2 separate regions of the Danio rerio genome follow, and region 2 is linked to region 1. Evidence: chromatin contacts called from public HiChIP or PLAC-seq data. All regions are on one chromosome and are shown on one strand. Each heading gives the region's core, a stretch centred on a gene start, on an enhancer-like site or on the middle of the called end of the contact. The rest is flanking DNA. Distances are from core to core; before and after follow the strand shown.

Region 1 (4,084 bases), core at 447-2,946:
ATTATTATTAATGATAGTAATAAGAAAATAATGGAGTACTAATTTCATTTAAAACTACAAACAATAAGAAAGCAGTTATTTAAAATTTTATTAAATATTTAACAGTTACATTTTTTTTACATTTAATAAATGCCGCCTTGATGAACAGATAAGTTTTCTTAAAATAAAAACCATGAAGAAAGAAAAACTGATCCTAAACTATTGATGTATATTTTTTTTTATTACACACACACACACACACACACACACACACACACACACGTTTATTTTTTCCCCAATTTCTGTTTAACGGAGAGATTTTTTCAGCACATTTCTAAAAATAATAGTTTTAATAACTCATCTCTAATGACTACTAGATATTTTTCAAGACACTTCTATACAGCTTAAAGTGACATTTAAAGGCTCAACTCGGTTAATTAGGTTAACTAGGCAGGATAGGGTAATTAGGCAAGTTATTGTATAATGATGGTCAAAAAAAAAAAAAAAAAGCTTAAAGGGGCTAATAATTTTGTCCCTAAAATAGATCAAAAAAAAATCAAAAACTGATTTTATTCAAGCCGAAAAAAAACAAATTAGACTTTCTCCAGAAGAAAAAATCTTATTAGACATACTTTGAAAATGTCCTAGCTTTGTTAAACATCATTTAGGAAATACTTGAAATAATTTAAATAAAAATAAAGGAGGGCTATAATTCAACTGTATATACAGTTGAAGTCAGAATTATTAGCCCCTTTGATTTTTTTGTCTTTCTAATATTTCCCAAATGATGTTTAACAGAGCAAGGACATTTTCACAGTATGTCTGATAATATTTTTTCAGGGGGGCTAATAATCCTAACTTCAACTCTGTGTGTGTGTGTGTATATATATATATATATATATATATATATATAGTATATTTTATTTTTAGTTATTGCAGCTATAATTAAATGATATTGTCATGTCATAAAATATCCATTTAATTTAATAAAATAATTTTTATATTTTATTTTGTAACAGTTTAATTTAAAATGTTTAGTACACATCTACACAAATTCTTTGTTTAAAATGGATTATATTCAATATTAGAACAATTATTACTTTAAGCAATCATACATTGTATACGATATAATCTATATTTCCCTCAGATTTTGTTCGCCTGTCACAAACTATGTCATGATGATCATACAGAGGATGCTGTATTACGTAGTCTACACACACACAATACGTGATCGCATCACTTGCACCAAATCGGGGGAGTCTATCATTAACTAACACTTGCCCACACAGATGAATCCTTACATGAAGCATCCTCGAGGAGGGGGAATTATCCGCATCGCTCCTTTTCGCGTTTTAATACCAGATTATACCCCTACATTTTAAATAACAAATACCCGGGGTCTGTCTTTCTTTGTGCCCGCTTACCTTTACAGTGTGCCAGTCATTTTCCTCGTGCCGAAAGCGATGTCACGAATCACACAATTCCAGCTGTCGTACGTTGTGAAGATGCTTCTGGGCTGAAGGATTTTGCCTTTAACCTTCATGAGGATTTTAGACTGCGCGGAAATTAAGATATCCATTACACCGCTACGTTTAAGGCAGCATATCCGAATACAGACCTACGAATTTTAGTGAAGCCTATTAAATCCCATGTTCATCCTGTGTGCTGAACGTCACGCTACACCTCCGTGTCTCCCCATAGCGCAGGCTGCTTTTACTGGCGATGCAACGCAGATCCTCCGCAATCCCGCGCGTGCGCTCAGCTGACCAATAGCGCGCACGCTGCCGGTGCGTCCACGTTTACGCACGAGCACGACACGCACACGCGCCAACATTACCTCATTATAGCATCTTCATTTACATCTTCAGTCAGTTCTGGTGGGTACAGTAGGTCACCTTGTGTCTTCACCCTTTTGAATCCCTTGTGCACCGTCTCTTTTGGTAGACTTCTTTCTTTTACGCGCGTAATGGCAACTTAAAATGAAAGTTTTGAAACGAGACGTCCCGTTTTGTTGTCTGCTTCCAATTGACAGACTTTGTGGTGAGGTTTTAAGTCACTTTTTGAGAGGAAAATGTCAAAATTTAGGTGAACATGTTTATTTTCATTCATTTATCCATTCATTCATTTTCATTTCAGCTCAGTCCCTTTATTAATCAGGGGTCACCACAGCGGAATGAACTGCCAACTAATCCAGCATATGTTTTACGCAGTGGATGCCCTTCCAGCCGCAACTCAACATTGGGAAACACCCAGGAGCACAACTACACATTTACTGAGGGGTATGCAGGTTCCACCACCACCACCACCGCCAATCCAACTAGGCTATGTTATAACAACAAAGTGATAGTGCTAAAATTTTGCATCAATATATTAAAGATATTTTTTCCTCGTCAACATGATTCAGACAAATACATTCACAATTCTGAACACAACTGAAATAATATGAAGTAGTAAAAGTATAATTACACTAAGCCTGTTAAATCACAAAGAATTACATCTCATCCCAACCCAAATTTCTTCTCAATTTTAATTTCCTCACTAAATGATTATAGCACCTTGACGTCCCTTGCTTTTGTATTTTTTGTACATTTGATAGATAGATATGGAAGTCCTAAAGCGCAAAAGAAAATAAAAATGCAATCACTTCTCATATGCGAGGTGTAAGGTCTGTCTTTGCATTAACAATTGTCTGAAACTGCTATTACACCTCTCAATCTGAAATAAAAAAGATTTTAAAATCTTTAGGGTAAAAAATAAACCAAGACAATCATCCTAAAATGTTCTATTTTATCAAAACGTTATGGGTAAAACATTTTTTTTTGTAACTAAAACTAATTTGAGCAAATAAAAGTTACCAAAAGGCCTGATATATCAATATAACACATAATACATTCATAAAAACATCTATATGGCATGAAAATGGATCTTGATAGAAGGATAATAAACATTTCAGTTCCAAAAAAGTCTAAATATTATGACTATTTGTTCATGTGTCAGTTATAACTTTGGATTTGTGGGGGAAACTGGAGCACCCGAAGAAAACCCACGTCAAAACGTGAGAACATGCAAACTCCACACAGAAACACCACATGGCCAAGCCGGGGCTTGAACCAGTGATGTTGTTGCTGTGAGGCGACAGTGTTAACCACTGTGTCACCCAAATTATCACTACAAATGATAATCTTTGATATGTCACCTATATCACAGTACATTGTGTTGCTACAACAAGAGTTTTATTTTTAAAGGTATAATAATGAAAACAGGTGCTCTCGTTTCCCCCACAATCCAAAGAGATGTGCTATAGATGAATTAAATGTACCAAACTGGCAGTGGTGTATGGGTGTCAATGAGTGGACAGGGCAACTGGAAGGGCGTCCGCTGTGTAAAACAAATGCTGGATAAGTTGGTGGTTCATCCCGCTATGGCGACCCCTGATGAGTAAAGGGACTAAGCCGCACTAAGCTGCACTATTTTTGAAGTCAGAATTTCCACTGTTTTTTCATCTGGATGTTATTTTTATTAGTCACAAAACATTTTGTGTGTGTTCAGTATTACTGTATGTTGCAATGTTGAGTAGTGTTCATTGTTATGCCTGCTGTATCCCTGGAATGGACTGTTTATCGTTAGCGATGCCACACTAGTGGAATTATGTGCAAATGAATAAGGAAAAGGATCAGGAAAAATAAGCTACAACTGATTATAATGTTAACGTTTTATTTAAGTGTTCTATTTTTGCATTAGATAGAGATAAGCATCCTCAAAATGACGGTTTCAGAAAAGCAACACATTACAAACATGCAGTTCAGTACTGAAACCTTAAATATACATATAAAACAGCTGACGTTTAGGCTACTTCTACAACCAAAACAACAAATAGGTTTAAGTTTAAAAAATAAAATACAAGAAAAAAAAATCACACTCAAAGTTTTCAATTCAGAGCCTTCCCTGTGAATAGAAATGCTGTCTGGTACAGCTTTTCACAAGAAATGTAAAGGGAGAAATCGTTGTATTTTTTTTAATGTATTTAAAAGTCACAAAAATGTGCATCACAAAAGTACTCAACATCACAAGCTTTTTTGTGTGTCTTTTCTGTACAGATCGTGCA
Region 2 (4,084 bases), core at 588-3,087, 150 kb after region 1:
CATCAGAGCCGGTGGTGGGACTGTGCTCCTCCTGCATCCCCTCGCTGCTGTGGGTGCCCTTGGTGCTGCTGCCATCCTGAGACTTTGATGAGCTCTTTTTCCCAGCTTTTTCCTCAATTTTAAAGCGCTTCTGGCGCCGGAGGTAGCAGCCGTTCTCAAACATGTTGCCAGAATTGGGATGCAGCGCCCAGTAGGAGCCTTTCCCAGGCTTGTCGGGCGAACGTGCCACTTTGACGAAGCAATCGTTGAAGGATAGAGAGTGGCGGATGGAGTTCTGCCAGCGCTGCTGGTTTTCACGGTAATACGGAAACAGATCCATGATCCACTGGTAGATTTCGTTGAGGGTGAGCATCTTGCTTTGTGACTGCTGGATGGCCATGGTGATGAGGGAGATGTAGGAGTATGGTGGCTTGGCGTGGGTCAGCGAGCGACGGTAGGGCTTTGGCATCTCCTTAGTCCGGTTAAGTGAGGTAGGAGAGGGGTAGCTGATCTGGGACATTGGCTGACCCATGCTTTGGTAATGAGAGAGGGGACCCAGTGTGGAGGCAGATGAGCCTAGCTGAGTCAGAGAGCTGGGGTTCAGAGAGGAGCCTACGGGGGACAGGCTCATGTGGTTGGGGCCTCCACCCATGCTGGATAATGGGCTGCTGTTGAGACCTGCGCTGGGATAGCCCATATTCATGCTGGATGTGGAGCAGGCCGAGTTGAGATTTATGTAGCTGTTCAAGCTGCTCACTGAGTTCATGGCGCTCGGAGAGGAATACATCTGAACGAAAATAACACACAAGAGATTAATGTTGTGCATTTAGTTTGTCAACAACTCATAAACAATTTTGTAATAAAGAATATTTTTAAATAAAAAGTCTAACTTTGTTATATTCTACATTGTCTATAAGAGTATTTCTTTTTATTTCGTTTTACACATAAAATGAATGATTAGTTTAAAAGATCTAAAGGTCGATCTATTAAAACTCCTTTGCAATCTTCGAATGAGTCTCGAAATAAATTGAAACGCAAACAAAAACTAATAATCAAATACAAAAAAGGCTAACAATAATATACATTTGGTGTTGTGTAAGCGGGGGACCAAATAGCTTTGCGCAGCAAAAACAATTTAAATGTAAATGCGCATACGTAAAGTTGAGAAAATAAAGTGGAGTAGAATAAATAAAGTAGACGTTAAGTTGAGAAAATAAAATAAAGTGTTGTAAAATAATTAATGCGGCTTAATCAAAAAAGTAGCTATTATCTATTGCGTAAACTCGAAAAGAAAATTTATCAATTAACTATTAGGCCAACGGTGTCTATTTTGTACATTCGCAAAGAACAGTTTGTGTTGGATCTGGTGACGTGTAAAACAAATGCACAGAACTCTAACGTGAAATCAAAACGAAATTAGCTATAATCAAAAGCCAAATGTCGACTTTTAAAAACAATATATTTCATTATTAAATTGCAACATCATGTACATATTATATCAATGAATAATTAATATTTAAATTGTAATTATAAACGCCTAAACGTTATGTCGCATTTTATTTTCTATCTATCTATCTATCTATCTATCTATCTATCTATCTATCTATCTATCTATCTATCTATCTATCTATCTATCTATCTATCTATCATAATATTTTTGAATAAAAACATATATTTTATTAGTTATTTAAAACAATTTTGAAGAGTTTTCACAGCTTACCTCATTTGCCTCACTGTAGAAAGGATTCCACTCCGGAATTTCATGAGATTCCATCTTCACGGAGCTCAACATCCCCAAATAAAGTTGTAACTCGTAAGAAACGGGATAGTGACTGACGACTAACGTGTACTAAAATGCCCTCGAGCTGTTATAAGGATTTCGCTTTTAAAATAAATAAACAAACAAAACGTCCCACAAGAAGAGAAACTTTTGTAATTCCACGTAATATGAACTATAAAGTTTTGGAAGTCAGGCTCTTCTGTTATCTTCTGTCCCGTAGATCAATCAGTTGTTTTTTCATGATTAGTTAACTTATAGTTCACTTTGGTGACCCGTAAACATTTTCAAGTATAATCCTGAGAAGTCCAAAGTGAAGCTGTGGAGCCCGTGTCAGCTCTGTGCGGTGAGTAATGTAGGAAAGCCTCACCTCAGGCTTTAAACACGCGCAGGTAAGGGACCGCCCTACGGGCCCCGGGACTCAGGAAGGCGTCCCTAAAGGTCTCTCTTGCCCCCTGCTGTTCTGTATATTGGCCGGCCGACACGTTCATGCCAATTGTCATCCCAGACAACTCCAGGCCTACAATGAAAATGAACGGAGTAAAAAGGAGAAGATATTGGGACATCTATTGCAACTCAGACTAGGCAAAAATGCTGGGTTGTTTAACCCAATGTTGAGTCTGATGTGGACTTGGTTAATGTTGTTAATTAAATATAAATTAAACTTTTTAACTCAACAGTTGTCCATAGTTGACCCAAACAGGGGTTCCAACAACCTCACCAGGCAATTTTATGTTAAATAGACGTCTAATAGACATAAGCATTTGGCTTGGCTAAAACAATCTAACAATAAAACTAGATTCGTCATCAAATACATTTTAAACAGACTTTACACTTGTAGTCATTCATTCTTTTGTATTTGACGACTACATTTGGGCTATTCTTAGATGTCGATTAGATTTTAACTGATAGCCCAAGTTTAGCATTAACCATGCCGTCTATGTTTAGACGTCCATTAGACGTCTATTAGAATTCTTTTTTAAATAACAAAAAAGCTTGCTGTTTTCGCAGCGAGTGAAATCATTAGACAGACAGACAGACAGACAGACAGACAGACAGACAGACAGACAGACAGACAGACAGATAGACAGATAGATAGATAGATAGATAGATAGATAGATAGATAGATAGATAGATAGATAGATAGATAGATAGTTTACATTTTAGTTATTTTTTTTTTCTGGTAGCCTAAGGCACGCGGACAGTCCTGCTTTTGATGGTCGTAAACCACCATCAGTCAATCATTTAATGGCTTCTTCTGTCATCAGTGATGTGTTCAGGCCAGGGTGGTATAAGCTCATCAGGGCTTAAACTCATCACGGTGGGGGTCTACATCAGTAATCCGAGGTGCCAGTTTAAAAAGTTGTTAAATCCCCTCGGCTATCACTTTCACGACGGTCACAGTAAGTGAAGGATGGTGATTAATACTCAAGAGATTGTTTTAAATTGTAAGAACATCGGTTTCTTAAATAACTAAGTATACAAATCAAAATCCACTATGCAAGTGAAAATTATACAAATTGGCGGTAATATTGGGCGCGCATTTGAAACGGTTTATTTAAGTTTTTCTATTTGCCTACAAATGTTTTCCTTATTTTACTTCTACATTACAGTCGTTCTGATGGATTCTAATATTTTTTAGGCAGCTAATCTTTAAGCAGCTGCTTTTATTTTGCGTGTTTGAGGTGCAAATTTGTTTCTGCTCAACACCAGATTCGAATTGTGCTCCATTTTCTGTGTGTGAACTGAACATTTTTGCTAAAACTTTCTGGCTTGAAATGACCCGTGAAGATGCGCGACTGTAGTATGTGAATACACATCTGTTGTTAGGCGCAGACAGGAACATCACAATGTCAATGCATTTCCTAATGGCTAATGAATGGAGATGTAATTGATCAATTGGCGGGGGGTCGACAGGATTAGGAGAGACCTGACCCTCAAAATGCAACGTTCCCACATAGTCAATCATCTAAAAGAGATCATAGTTAAAATGATCAGAATTTAGGCTATTCGATTGTTGATTATCAGTCAGTCTAACGCAATATCACACCCTATTTGCAATGAGAAATTTCACAATAAGAAATATCAGTGGGCTAATTCAATTGTACTAGTGTGCATAGGTCTACTACACTTGATCAAATTACAAAAAAACAAATATATATTGCGAACTTGCAGACGCATCTCTGTTTGGCACGCTTTTCTTCTCCGTAATCCTGCAATGTCTTGAGATGGTGTATTGGCGAACACACATCTGAACATCCTCCCGCTGTCTCTGCGCTTCTCATGCCAATGCAGCGGCGCATCGTTCATTAACACCTCTATAATTGG

Evidence for each region. HiChIP or PLAC-seq counts read pairs in DNA pulled down with a chosen protein or histone mark.
Region 2: an H3K4me3 HiChIP or PLAC-seq map of gastrula embryo shows a contact between it and region 1, with 2.8 times the contacts expected there. The contact joins the promoter of foxa3 here to the promoter of si:ch211-14c7.2 in region 1. A contact is called at or near these places in 1 of 18 Hi-C or Micro-C datasets (an unstated tissue) and 1 of 4 datasets of contacts at active chromatin or transcription factors (gastrula embryo).

The regions. Positions count from the first base shown.
Region 1 is chr18:49,208,079-49,212,162 of GRCz12tu, forward strand. si:ch211-14c7.2 reads right to left here and starts at 1,697. Exons shown (of 6, transcript XM_001920354.7): 1 at 1,404-1,697. It overlaps prx (periaxin), which reads right to left. Exons shown (of 8, transcript XM_068214972.2): 8 at 3,674-4,084.
Region 2 is chr18:49,354,285-49,358,368 of GRCz12tu, forward strand. It overlaps foxa3 (forkhead box A3), which reads right to left and starts at 1,838. Exons shown (of 2, transcript NM_131299.1): 1 at 1,700-1,838; 2 at 1-766. The coding sequence starts at 1,771. LOC137488230 (a long non-coding RNA gene) reads right to left here. Exons shown (of 7, transcript XR_012393863.1): 2 at 2,127-2,276.